3 separate regions of the Pan troglodytes genome follow, and all the other regions are linked to region 3. A link is a contact called in public HiChIP or PLAC-seq data. All regions are on one chromosome and are shown on one strand. The core of a region is the stretch at or near the end of the contact, and the rest is flanking DNA. Distances in the headings are between cores, read along the strand shown.

The links. HiChIP or PLAC-seq counts read pairs in DNA pulled down with a chosen protein or histone mark.
Region 1: an H3K4me3 HiChIP or PLAC-seq map of stem cell-derived excitatory neurons shows a contact between it and region 3, with 3 times the contacts expected there. The contact joins the promoter of SRD5A3 here to the promoter of CLOCK in region 3. A contact is called at or near these places in 2 of 7 Hi-C or Micro-C datasets (blood and stem cell-derived neural progenitor cells) and 1 of 1 datasets of contacts at active chromatin or transcription factors (stem cell-derived excitatory neurons).
Region 2: an H3K4me3 HiChIP or PLAC-seq map of stem cell-derived excitatory neurons shows a contact between it and region 3, with 2.2 times the contacts expected there. The contact joins the promoter of TMEM165 here to the promoter of CLOCK in region 3. A contact is called at or near these places in 1 of 7 Hi-C or Micro-C datasets (stem cell-derived neural progenitor cells) and 1 of 1 datasets of contacts at active chromatin or transcription factors (stem cell-derived excitatory neurons).

The regions. Positions count from the first base shown.
Region 1 is chr3:74,506,189-74,510,609 of NHGRI_mPanTro3-v2.0_pri, forward strand. SRD5A3 (steroid 5 alpha-reductase 3) reads right to left here and starts at 2,304. Exons shown (of 5, transcript XM_526623.7): 1 at 1,967-2,304. The coding sequence starts at 2,187.
Region 2 is chr3:74,455,951-74,460,099 of NHGRI_mPanTro3-v2.0_pri, forward strand. It overlaps TMEM165 (transmembrane protein 165), which reads right to left and starts at 2,821. Exons shown (of 6, transcript XM_016951719.4): 1 at 2,230-2,821. The coding sequence starts at 2,436.
Region 3 is chr3:74,305,002-74,309,349 of NHGRI_mPanTro3-v2.0_pri, forward strand. CLOCK (clock circadian regulator) reads left to right here and starts at 3,097. Exons shown (of 23, transcript XM_001144028.7): 1 at 3,097-3,290.

The DNA.
Region 1 (4,421 bases), core at 1,054-3,553, 200 kb after region 3:
TGTGAATGAAGACATTTTGGAAAATACAGAGACGTATAAAAAAGAGGCCATAGACTCTTACCTCCACCCAACTCTAACTATCTGCCTATTTCATATAAACAGGGGTATAAAATTTAAAAAGAGAGTAATACATGTATTAATTTTTTGGAGACACTGCCAGTTTTGATGCAAGTTATCTTTTTTTTGTCACAATAAAAATGCCTTTCATTATTGGTCTGGATGTTTTGTACCTTCTCCAGTACTAAAAGAAATGTCTGTTTAAATTTAGAGAAGGAGGGGAAGGGCACTTGAACACTATGGGAGGTTCTACTGTAGAATTCTGGAAGAAGAAAAAGGTGTAAATTATTTCACAATACAGTAGAAATTACAGGAAGTCCAAACAGAACCAACGGTTACAGTAATGAATAAGAAAAAGGTACCAAGTCTCTTTCTTGGCTGTCATGTAATAACAGACTTGAGTTGCAACAGCTGGGGTGTATGCAAGTTCAGGGGATGATTTTACACGTGCCATTTAATCCAGGTACACTAGACTAGTACCTTTCTCAAAACTCAGAAAATAAATTGCTGTGAAGTATAAAAGGATTCAACCCTGATTACAAATGGGATAACAGGTAATTTTTGCTTAAAAAGAGCCTCTAGGAAACAGGAGGTTTGATCAATTTGTTTCATGAACTTCTACTTCTTCCCTTTAGGGTGCCTCAGAATGACCTAGTTCTCCCTTCTCTGTGTTAACACATGACACATCTTTCTCTGACAGTCAAAATTCGCAGATTATCCAAGTTTTAGAAGCCAAATTATACTTGTCCCTTTGTTGCCTGCGGACCTGGGGCACTGCCTATGAGTGTTTCAAGCGACAACCCAGATGTTTTTAACCTTAAAAAAAATTTTTTTTTTTAAATACAAGGTATTTCTCTGTTGCCCAGGCTAGAGTGCAGTGCCATGATTATAGCCCACTGCAGTCTCCAATGCCTGATCTCAAATGATCTTCCTGCCTTCATTCTAAGTAGCTGGCACTACAGGCACACGCCACCAAGCCCTGCCAATTTTTTGTATTTTCAGGAGAGACGGAGTCTCACTATGTTTCCCAGCCTGGTCTCGAACTCCTGAACTCAAGCGATCCGCCTGCCTCAGCCTCCTAAAGTGCTGGGATTACAGGCGTGAGCCACTGCGCCCGGCCTAAGATGCATCTTAAGGGGCACTGTTCTATTTCTACCATCTCGAATAGTATTTGGCCAACTCTTTCCAGCTATGTCCTGAATTTAAAGTGGAAAAAGGAGAAGAAGAAAATTATAACAGGTCTCTATTTGAACCCTGACGATTTAATCCTTCGCTGAACTGGGTTACAGAATTTTTCGAAAGTCAAATGGAGCTTCGGGACGGGCCTGCCTATGACGTGCACCTTGGGCCACCTTCCCCAGGGGCACCTGCCAAGGTGCAGGTTAGGGCGACTCAGTCCTTTGTCCCCACTGCGAGGGTTGGGAAGAGAAACGGGGGAAGTCGAGGCCGAAGAGCCGGCCTAACTTCATTTCCACAAATGATTCCCGGTGACCTCAAGTTAGAATATGAGCCACTGGAGTGCAGGGGACGGGAAAAAGGAGAATTTGGGGCAAGGGGGACTTCAATTTGCCGCCTAAATTCGCATGACCAGGCCTAAATTCGGATGCGTTGCCATTTCCCACAGGGAAAGGCTCCGTGCGGCTACCAGTTCACATTCCTCCAGCTGAGTGCAAGCGGCTCCGCTCTCCCTCGGCGTCCGCGGACACCCGGGCACTGCTCCCCGGAGCCACGCAGCAGCCGGGGCATGGCCGGGGCCAGGCCGAGGGAGCGCCGTGCTGCGCCCGGGAACCCGCCAGGGCCTCCCAGGCCGGGTCCCGCCTCTGCTGCCCCCTGCCGGCTGCCCGCGAGCCGGGGCGCCCCGAACTCTCAGCGCCTTGACCACCGCGGCTCGGGACCGGGGCGCGGTTACCTCTTGGGGACATCAAAGGCTCGGCAGGCGGCGGGGCGCGACGGCTCCCCACACTTGGTTTTCCCATAGCGGATCAGGTCCTGGAAGATCGCGCAGCCCGGGAGCAGGCCGGGCGGCAGGAGCTGCAGCAGTAGGGTCAGCAGGAAGGCGGCGGTCAGCGTGAGCCACACCGCGCGCAGCGGGTTCAGCGCCGAGTGCTCGGCCTCCGCCCAGGGAGCCATGGCCCGCGTGCCCGCCTTCCGCGCTGCTGGCGCCCCCACCGCCCGCTAGCCCGCGGAAGAGCGGCCACTAGCGCGCCGCGCGCCGGTCTCAGCCTAGCGGGACGTCGGTGACGCGGCGCGGGGCGGGGACGCGCAGAGCCCCTCCCGGACTCGCCGCTCAGCCGCGGAGGTCCTTGGTCCTGGTCGCGCTGGCGCTGGGTGGTCGCTCGCAGTCCCTAATCTGGGCATGGGGATTCTTAGATGGAGCTCCAGAATATGATTCATCAGAAGCAAAGACGCAAAACGGACGAGACCACGTGTCTGCCACTCTTATCAACATTATCTCCAAAGCGAAAAATGGAAAACTTACATGTTGCATTTTAGTTTATTTAGCTAAATTATGATACACTGACATGTTAGAATATCATGCAGTCATTGAGAATTATTATGACGAGTGTAGAAACACGGAAAGCTGTTTAGGAAACAATATGTGAAGTGAAAAACAAAACCAACCATAAAAATACATAGCTATGATTGCAAACAACTATATTAATATGAATGTGTGTATATATGGATAAAGAAGGCAGATCACACCCAAAAATGAATAATTATGTTAGGATGCTGGAAATGTGTTGGATATGTGTATAATGTAAACATGTAGACAAGTAATTGCACATAATAAAAATTATAGTGGTAAAAACTGTGTTTAAAAAACAGCAGTCGCTTACCAATAGGGTTACAATCCTTAGAAGCAAAGTTTTTAAATTCCATCAGCTGTTTCCTGTAACATTTATCTCAGGTAGTGACAATGCTATTTATTGACTCACTGATTTTAAACAACACTGATTTTATTTACTATAAGTGAAAATCTAGCTCTTTTAAGTATTTAAAAGTCTTTAAAATGTTAATTCTGAAGTATTGTATGCCTACTGTATGACAGGCATCATTTTGGATACTGAGGACAGAGGGGTTTACAAGATAATTGTCACTGCTTATTTGGAGCTTACATTTTTGAGATTGGGTGGTGGGTGAGAAGTGGAAGAGGGGAGAGGTAGCTAACTCATCACCCTTACCCCAATGAGATACCCGATATGTGTGTTGAATAAACATCAGGGTGGGTAGGTTAGTGGGACTTTGGACTGTTAAATGAGCAAGCTTTTAAAGTTTTGCTTCTTTGTGCAAAAGACACCTAAGGCTTTACCCGTCCTTTGACAGCCAGGTGATTAAGGATGGTTAAATTGGCATTCTAGCTAGGACAATAAGGCCTTATTGAGTGATCCTGGATCTCTTTTGCGGGAGTCACCCTTTCACTGTTTCTTTCTTTTCTTTTCTTTTTTTTGAGATGGAGTCTCGCTCTGTCGCCCAGGCTGGAGTGCAGTGGCCTGATCTCTGCTCACTGCAAGCTCTGCCTCCCAGGTTCACACCATTCTCCTACCTCAGCCTCCCGAATAGCTGGGACTACAGGTGCCCCCCCAACCATGCCTGGCTTTTTTTTTTTTTTTGTATTTTTAGTGGAGATGGGGTTTCACTGTGTTAGTCAGGATGGTCTTGATCTCCTGACCTCGTGATCCGTCCGCCTCGGCCTCCCAAAGTGCTGGGATTACAAGCATGAGCCAATGCTCCTGGCACCCCTTCACTGTTTCTTTATTTTTCTTAGGTTAACTCTCTGTAAATGCAGCTGGCCTGTCCATGATCTTTTTCTTTTCAGAGAAGCTACTTGTAAGTGCATTGCAGGGACTCAGTTTCCTGGGTAGGAGTTTCTCTTACAGTTGTCTGACCTGGGGCAAGATTGAAAACAAGATAAGTGTGTGTGTATGTGTGAGTGTGTGTGTAGTGGAAACAGGAAGGGTTGAGGAGGCTGGAGGGGAAAATCATCCCATATATTTTTTAGATTTTTTTTTTGAGACCGAGTTTCACTCTTGTTGCCCGGGCTGGAGTGCAATGGCACGATCTTGGCTCACCGTGACCTCTGCCTCCTGGGTTCAAGCTATTCTACCTCAGCCTCCCGAGTAGCTGGGATTACAGGCATGTGACACCACACCAGGCTAATTTTGTATTATTAGTAGAGACGGGGTTTCTCCATGTTGGTCAGGCTGGTCTCAAACTCCCGACCTCAGGTGATCTGCCTGCCTCGGCCTCCCAAAGTGCTGAGATTACAGGCGTGAGCCACCCTGCCTGGCTATTTTTTAGATTTTAATCAGCATGCACAGTTTATATTCAGAGAAGCCCCCTGTAGATGGCAGTGGCTGAACAGA
Region 2 (4,149 bases), core at 1,571-4,070, 150 kb after region 3:
CAGCAAGATGTGTGTGTAAACATGCCGCAACATACACAATAAAGCTCCCCAAAAAAGGAGAAAGAGAAAGCTAGGCTCAAGATCAAAGAACTGCACCAGCATACAATCCAATAAACCATTAAAATCCATTAGTGAATTAAATAAGTCAAAAGAGTAAGACACAATGAATGCTAATAAAACTTAGTAAGGCACAGAAGTCCAGATTCTAATTCTGGTTCTGCTGAAACTAGCTTCTAGCTCTGTGATATTAAACCATTATTCCTTACAAACCTCCTCTACCTGTTTAACGTGCTGTTGTGAGGATTAAATCGGCTCACAGAATCTTCACTTCCCAGTAACTTTATCTCCCAGCTTCCCCTCCCATACCAGAATCTCCTCATAGGCAGTTAGTTATTCAACTTCTTCCTGAGTACTTCCAGTAAGGGGAACTTCATTATTTCTCAATAGCGATTACTACAACTGGGACAGCACTGATTCTTACAAATGTTCTTGCTTAGTGAAACCAAGATCAGTCTCTCAGAAAGTTCTATCCTATGGTCTTACACAGAAAAACAACAGAAAATTGGAAAAGCCTAAGAAAGTAACATGTAACGAAAACATGAAACACGAAAACTGCACCGGTGTGAGAGCTCACCAGCACTTGGGAGGCCAAGGCCGGAGAAGCGCTTGAGCCCAGGAGTTTGAGACCAGACTCGGAAACATAGTGAGACCTCCTCTCTCAAAAAAAAAACAAACAAAAATTAGCCGGGCGTGTCAGCACACGCACGCAGTCCCAGCCACTCATGAGGCTGAGGTGGGAGGATCAATTAGAGGTTGCAGTGAGCCAAGACAGGGCCACTGCACTCCAGCCTGGGCGACAGAGCGAGACCCTGTCTCAACAAAGAAAAAGGAAAAAGGAAAGGAAGGGAGAAAGGAAAGGAGAAACGAAAGGAGAAAGGAAAGGAAAGGAGAAATGAAAGGAATGGAAAGGAAAAAGGAGAAAGGACAGGAAAGGAAAGGAAAGGGTCAGATAAATCACCCTTAACCAAGAAATTTTAGGGAAGTCTTCACAGAGAGTGGTATCTGCTGGTTCTCCAAGGTGGGAAGAGTTGATCCGTGGCTTCAAACTCCAGGTCTTTTTTTTTTTTCTTTGAAAAGGTCATGTGTTAGGGAGGAACTGGCAAGAGAGCACAAAGCCTGTCCCAAAGGGCTCTTGAAGCACATTCTTTTTTGCAGATGAGCATATCCCTTTAGCATATGAGCAAGAAAGCGGTGGCTAAAAAGCCTGGAGGTGAGCTGGAGCCAGATCAGGAGAAACCTGAACATCACTCTCCTAAAAAGGCTGGACTGAAATTAGTGGAGGCAACTCACCGACGACTTCTGACAAGATGGCAGAATTCAATGTTCGGGAAGATTAGTTACGTGGAGATGGGCTGGATGTGGCCTGGGTGGGAGTGGGGGTTTAAGTGCCACACTGGCCGGGATTCAGGGAGCAGATACTGGAAATGACGACAAAGCCCACGACTGGGAGAAGGGAGAAATGTTAAAACGCTGCCAAGTGACTAAGGACTAATTCTATTAACAGATTAAAAAGTTGATTTACAGTATCTATTCAGGGAAGGACAAAATACAGGATTCTGTTTTACTTATAAATGTAGTTTTGGCATCCCACATCGCTGCAGCACGCTGTACTGCTGGAGACTAATTCCTCTGCGTTCCTAAAGGCTACTTCCTGCTAGCCAAAGCACATTTTAAAAAAGTGAGAGTCATGGTTCATAATCCATATTTATTTGGCAAAAAGCACAGGCAGTGCCAAGTTGAATTGGGGTAAGCGGTTTGGCATAAGCTATTTCAACAATGAAATGGCCGATGTGATGATCCTCAGGGAATACAAAAAGCCTCCTAGCAGCCTTCTGTTAAAAACTTTTTGGTAGGGATGAGTCTTTCTAGCTACTCTAAGACACATCTGATCAATAAAACGCCCATCCCTAAGCAGCATCTTGGTCCTCCGGAGATCAACGTTTATAGCGGGCTCCTCTTGGACTCTCCCTCTCCCTTTCCCTAAAGGAGCGGGCAAGACCAGGCCTCACCGGAAAACAGCGCAGCCGACCGCCCTCCACCCCGGGAGCAGGGGCCGGGCTCCCCTCCCCCAGCCGAGGCGGGCGGAGTGCGGCGCTCTCAAAGGCCTGGAGCCTGGTACTCGGCGCAGCCGGCCCCGCAGCCCCGCTCGCCCCATCCCGGCCCGCTCACCTCGACCCGGGCCGGCTCGGGGCCCTGCACAGCCACAGGCTGCGGCTGCAGCTGCTGGGCCGGCGCCGGCGGTTCTTTGTTCCGGTGGCTAAGGTCTTCATCTGGGCCGGCCCGGACCGCAGCCGGGGCCCACAGCAGCGGAACCAGAAAGAGCAGAAGCAGCCGGGGCGCCGATGCGCGGCCGTTCCCTGGAGCCGCGGCCGCCATCCCGCCTGCCGGGCCGGCCGCGCACGGGCGCCGCAAGAGGAAGTGCCGGCGACGGGAAGCCTCGACCCCGAACAGCCTCCGCGGCGCGTCCTCACGACTCGCCGCCGCCGCCGCTTAGGGAGCAGTCAGCACCATCCGGGAGGTGCAAGCAGCGGGAGTGAGGTGAGGGGCAGGCCGAAGTCCGCAGCCCCGGCTCGGCGCCCGTCCTCTCCGGCGGCGGCTAAACTGGAGTCAGCCAACTGCCTTGGCGCGGCCCAGCCCCGACTCCTCCCGACCCCGTCCCTGCCCGCGACGGCCTCCCATTGGCCCGGCGTCCGTCTTGGCGTCGTGACGTCCTCTGCCAGGTTGAGGTGCGGCGCGGGCCCTCCTCCCATTGGACCCGGCGCTCCCGGCAGGTACCCGGCGCCGCGTGTCCTTCCTCGGCTCGCATCCTCACCGCGCCGCGCCCGGGGTTCCCTTTCTCTCTCTGTGCCCCACCGTCCCAGGACTGTGGGGTCCTTCACTTCTGCTTCCTCCAGAGCCTTCCGCCGTAATGTCCGCACCCGCTGTTCCCTGCGCTTAGTCTCTCTTAGAGGTCAAATTAGTGCGAGCGCCTCTGGTTACGTGGCGCTGACTCGCAGGCACTGCCACGCCCAGCTCTGTTCCGCTCTCCCCGGCCGAGCCTCTGTGCCACCTTCCATGTGGCCACCTACCGCCAAAAACGTTCTTAGGAGCTCAAAATGCTATTTTTTTTTTAAAGTTCTGAAATGGGATTTGGAAATAACATGACATTTTTCAAGCCTTGTTTTAAGATACTGCCTATAATTACCCCAGACCAAAAATGGCTAACGTTGTCCTCGTCCAGTATGGCCTTGACGTTTTGGGTGCATCTTGTTTTGTGCTATTCCGTAGACCCTTTAAAAATGCTGGGCTTTTGAAATGGACTGTTTAAGACTTTTGCAGGATGGAGCTTTGAGTGGGCAAGACTAGAAGACAGGAAAGGATGGTTAGTTAGGCTTGAGAATATTTTTACGTCTTCCCAAAAGAAAAAGTGAGCTACTTAATTACCATAAGTTTGAGACCTAGTCCCTAATAAAAATCGATAGTGCTAACCATGTGCCAGGCACTAATCTAATATTATACATATTTACATACAGTAAGCCTGTACTCAGTAAAGAGCTAAGGAAGTTTATCACTAACTGAAACAAAAAATTAATCCACCAAAACAATCTGTGGGAAAGTGGGCAAACCTACTTTGAGTTCACCGAAGATACAGTGTTTGTCGTAGGATAATAAAATTTCCGTCTGTTTTTTTGTTTTGTTTTGTTGTTTTTTTTGTTTTTGTTTTTGAGACGGAGTTTCGCGCTTGTTGCTCAGGATGGAGTGCAATGGTGAGATCTCGGCTCACTGCAACCTCCTCCTCCCGGGTACAAGAGATTCTCCTGCCTCAGCTTCCCGAGTAGCTGGGATTACAGGCATGCTCCACCATACCCGGCTAACTTTGTAATTTTAGTAGAGATGGGGTTTCTCCATGTTGGTCAGGCTGGTCTCGAACTCCAGACCTCAGGTGATTTGCCGGCCTCGTCCTCTCAAAGTGCTGGGATTACAGGTGTGAGCCACCGCGGCCGGCCTCTGTCCATGTTATTCTGTCCGTAATTCCCCTTCTTCCATTCTCTCGTTGTAAACTCCTACTCATACTTCCAAAACCTATTCAAGCCTCCACTCTCAGAACTT
Region 3 (4,348 bases), core at 1,847-4,346:
TACTTGATTTGCTCACTATCTCTCGGCATGAGTCAGAATTTAAGCCAAGAGTTTTGACCACAATGTCTATAATACTACCTCAACTATGAGGCAGGGTTTTGTAGTTCCAGTTTAAAGGGATTAGAAAGAATATGAGTAACTGAATAAACTATGCAAGCTTTAAAAAAATACTTAACCTTATATTCTCTATTAAGCATATCTTAAAGCTTCCTGTTCTCCAATTCACCTTAAAGTATGGCAGTAAAACTAGGAATGTCAATGAATGGATGAGTTACTATGAAAGAACAGATATGACTTTGTGACTGATGGGACATAGGAGTTAGGGCAAGAATTAGAGCAAAAGAGACATGAAAATTACCCAAAAAGGAACATCATTGACAAGAATAGCCAACATTTCTATGGGATTTCTTATGTACCAGATAAAATTACACACACACAGACACACACACTGTCTCAGTTAAGCTATGAGATAGGATTGTAATTATCCCATTTTAAAGATGACGAAATTAAAGAACAGATAAATAACTTGCTTAAAGTCATGGAGAATATTAGTGGTGAAGCTATGATTTAAATCCAGGCAGTTAAGATCCTAATTTTGTACTCTTAACCACTATGATACGTTGCCTACCAACTGGGGGAAATCAGTTGACGAGGAGTTGGAAATACTCAGTTTAAATGATAGCAAGGTTCACAAGAAAGGGTGAACAGAATATCTGAAATTATGTTTAAGGCTATGGAATATAAATTTAGGAGCTATGAAACTATGAGGCAGGATTTTTGTTTTATGGAAATCTGGGATCTGGAAGTTGGAAAAGCTATTGGAAATATCCAATACAGGCTGGGTACAGTGGCTCGCGCCTGTAATCCCAGCACTTTGGGTGGCTGAGGCGGGTGGATCACTTGAGGCCAGGAGTTCAAGACCAGCCTGGCCAACATGGTGGAACCCCATCTCTACTAAAAATACAAAAATTAGCTGGTGGGGTGGTGGGAGTCTGTAATCACAGCTACTTGGAAGGCTGAGGCACAAGAATTGCTTGAACCCGGGAGGCAGAGGTTTCAGTGAGCTGAGATCATGCCACTGTACTCCAGCTGGGCAACAGAGCAAGACTCTGTCTCAAAAAATGTCTCAAAAAAAAAAAAAAAAAAAAAAGACATATCCAGTACATTTTTTCTTTTCTTGGAGAGAATGTGGGAGAAAGGAGAAGCTGTGAACTGAACCATGGGAAATGTTCAAGCAGTGAGAGAGGACTGAGCAGAAAAACGGGGGATTATCAACAGGTCTTGGTAAATAATTAAATACAGTGAAAGAAGGAGGAGTCAAAGATGGACATGGTTTGATCTTGGTGACCGAGAGGACAATGAAATCATTAAAAAGGGCAAAGGTATTTTGAAGATAATATGTTCTAGATGATGGGGAATATAAGGAGGGATCAGTGTCTCTAGAATAAAATTCAAAAATCCATCCTAGGGAAAGCATTCAAACCCTCTCGTCTGGCTGCAACCTACCTTATCAGTATTACTAACTTTGCCTCCGTCTTGCTACCTACCTCTTGTCAGTCGGGACTCTTGATTGCATGTGAAAGAAAACCTCTCACTGGTTTAAGCAATAAAACAGATGCAAGAATTTACTGACTGGTTTAACGAAATTTCCAGAGGAATCTAATCTACATTTGTTTCCAGGCCTCAAACATGTCTTTAGGCCAAACCTGTCTTCAAATCTGCTTTTTTTCCATGTTGCCTTCTTTCTCAGAATTCACGTGTGGAAAGATGGCTCCAGGTCTCCATTCTCCCAGATTTAAACCCATTGGTAAAGAGGTAACACCCTTCTTAGGAACTGTAGTTTGCAACCGAGGATTAAACTCAAATATGCCTTCCCCTTGTGTCCTGCTCAGACCATATGGACTGAGAGTGGATAAATGATAGTTCTTCAAAAGAAATTATCAGAATAGGGAATGAATGCTGAACAGGCAAAAATGTGGACCAAAATATCTTCTGCTATATGATGGGGTAAATTAACAAATCATGTTTTCCCACTCCTGAAAGAAAAATCCTTAGGTGCAGGATCAAGGATCTGAATAAGTGCTTCAGTTTGATGTTCTTTTGCCCAGAGCATACAGCAAGAATTGAAAATGTTTACTGAGGTGACTGTTACTTTAAAGGGAGGATTTTATGGCCAGAAAAGTGCATTTTTTGAAAGAAAAAGATGGCTTTTATTTCAAATCCAAAAGATATTCATTAAAACATAGGAATTACTAGGAATTAAGACTGTAAAGATCTCTTTTCCAGTAGAAGCACTGAAATGTGCTTTCTCATGTGGACCAAATGTGCCTTAACGCGTCAAGGTAAGTAATTTCCCTAAGATAAGTAGTAGTCACACGTTGTTCCAACGAGGAAATCCATGCAAATTAGGGTCCTGGTTTATTTCTGATGCTTCATTCTCCATCTTCCATTACACTGTCACTTGGTTTTTAATAAAAGGGCAAGGGAAAAATCTCCAAATGAGCAAATAAATCCCGACCTCCTTTCGCTTCCCTCCTCTGGCCGAGGGCGCATGCCCTGTCTCCCCAGGCCCACCCACCAAGAAGAAGCAACCCAAGCCGCGCTCCCTCAGGAGATGGGAGATGTTACTGGCGGTCCAGGCGCCTTTGCAACTCTTCTCTCCCAGCACCAGGAGAGGAAACACGAATGATGCCACTGGGGGAAAAAGTCTCCTGCCAACACCCGAAAAATCTAAGCTGGCGTCGGCAGTGTTTTGCTTTGGAAGGGAGAGCGGGTTCCTTTTTTGGCCTCTGGATCCCTCATCCGGCAGGAAGCTCTTCTTCCTCCTCCTAGCCCCCGGCATACGGGGGGAAAGCCAAAGAGCCTCCAGGACCTAAGGCTAGCGCTCAGCCGGCCGGCCGCGCCCTCCACCCGACCAGGCCCCGCCTCCCCGGCTTTCTAGTAACCGGCGCCCTTCCCGGCCGGGGCAGGGAACGGTGCGCCTGCAGAGCCAGATTTCGGCCCAAGGGGCGCGGGAGTCTCTTCGGGCGTCCGGGATCCCCTGGCGCGGCTCCGTGCTGCCTAACGGGGCAAGTCGCATGCGCACCGAGCCGCGCTGGGGAAGGGAGAGTGAGGGGAGGGGCGAGCGCAGAGCCTCCGCCGGCCGTCTGAGCCCGCTGGGTCGCTGACGACGCATGCGCCGGGAGGGGGCGCAATCACGGACTCGGCTTGCGGCTGCCGGTTTAAAAAAGGAAACCCCGGAGAGCGAGAGCGCGAAGGAAATCTGGCCGCCGCCGCCGCGAGCGCTCCCGGTGAGAGGCGCCCGCCCGGTGGGCCCAGGGCCTGCCGAGTGCCGGTTGGCTTCCTTGGCGGCGCATGCGCGCTCCCGGGCTGGTGGAGGAGGGGAAGGGAAGGGAGGGGGAGGAGGAGCTGGCCACAGGAGCGGCGAATTTTTGGGGGGGTGGGTGGGGGGCGCCACTCACAGCCCCAGGTGCTGCTGGAGGTGGGAGCCGCGGCGCCTCCTGAACACAGGCGGGGTAGTGGTTCCGAGTCACCGCAGCGGGAGACCTGGGTGGGGGAGGGAAGAAGCCGGAGCCGCCGCAAGCCACACGGTGAGGGCGCGGGGAAGGGGAGGGAGCGGGGGGCGGCGTGTGTGGGGCCGGGGGGCGGCGGCCAAGGGTGGGGAAGGCGGGAGCTGAAGCCCTAGTTTGGCGTCTCGTTCTAGTGTGTCTTTTCCCGGGACTTCGGGCCGAGGCCCGCCCTGCCTGAGAGGCCCTCTGGGGCAGCTGGGGTTACCTGCGGGGCAGGGGCGGGAGTGGGGTGCACGGCGGGGCCGGGCGGCTTGAGGGCGCCCGGAGCTGCGGCCGATTCCAGCAGCTGGGAGGCGGGGAAAGACGGGGACCGGGTGCCGAGAGAGCTTTCGCTGGGGACCCGCTAGGCCTTGTGACCCACTTTATTCCTGTCACCACTCGGGCACGTTTGGAGCAGCGCCTAATGGGGCGCCGGGGCGGCCAGCTCCTCCGGGGAACCCCCGCCCTCCCGGCGCCCGGCCCGCGTGCCGCAGTCCGCAGTCCGAACGGCCGCGGTTGCCGGCCGCGGGCTGGTTCCGTTAGTGGTCGTGGTTCCGGGGTTCCGTCCCTGGGCAGCGCGCGGCTCTTAGCGTCTGACTCCAGCGACCGCGCGCGGGTTCGAGGGTTGGCGGCGAGGCGCTCGGTTTCTCTTCTTCCGTCCACCCGCGCTTCCCGTTCCCCGTCACCGCCGCTGGCGTTTGTAGATTTCTTTCCGCCAGTGAAGCTGGGTTTTCTGGAGTTGGCTCTGGCGCTCTGGCCCCTGGAGTGTAATTTCCTACACGCAGCGCCGCAGAGTTTAT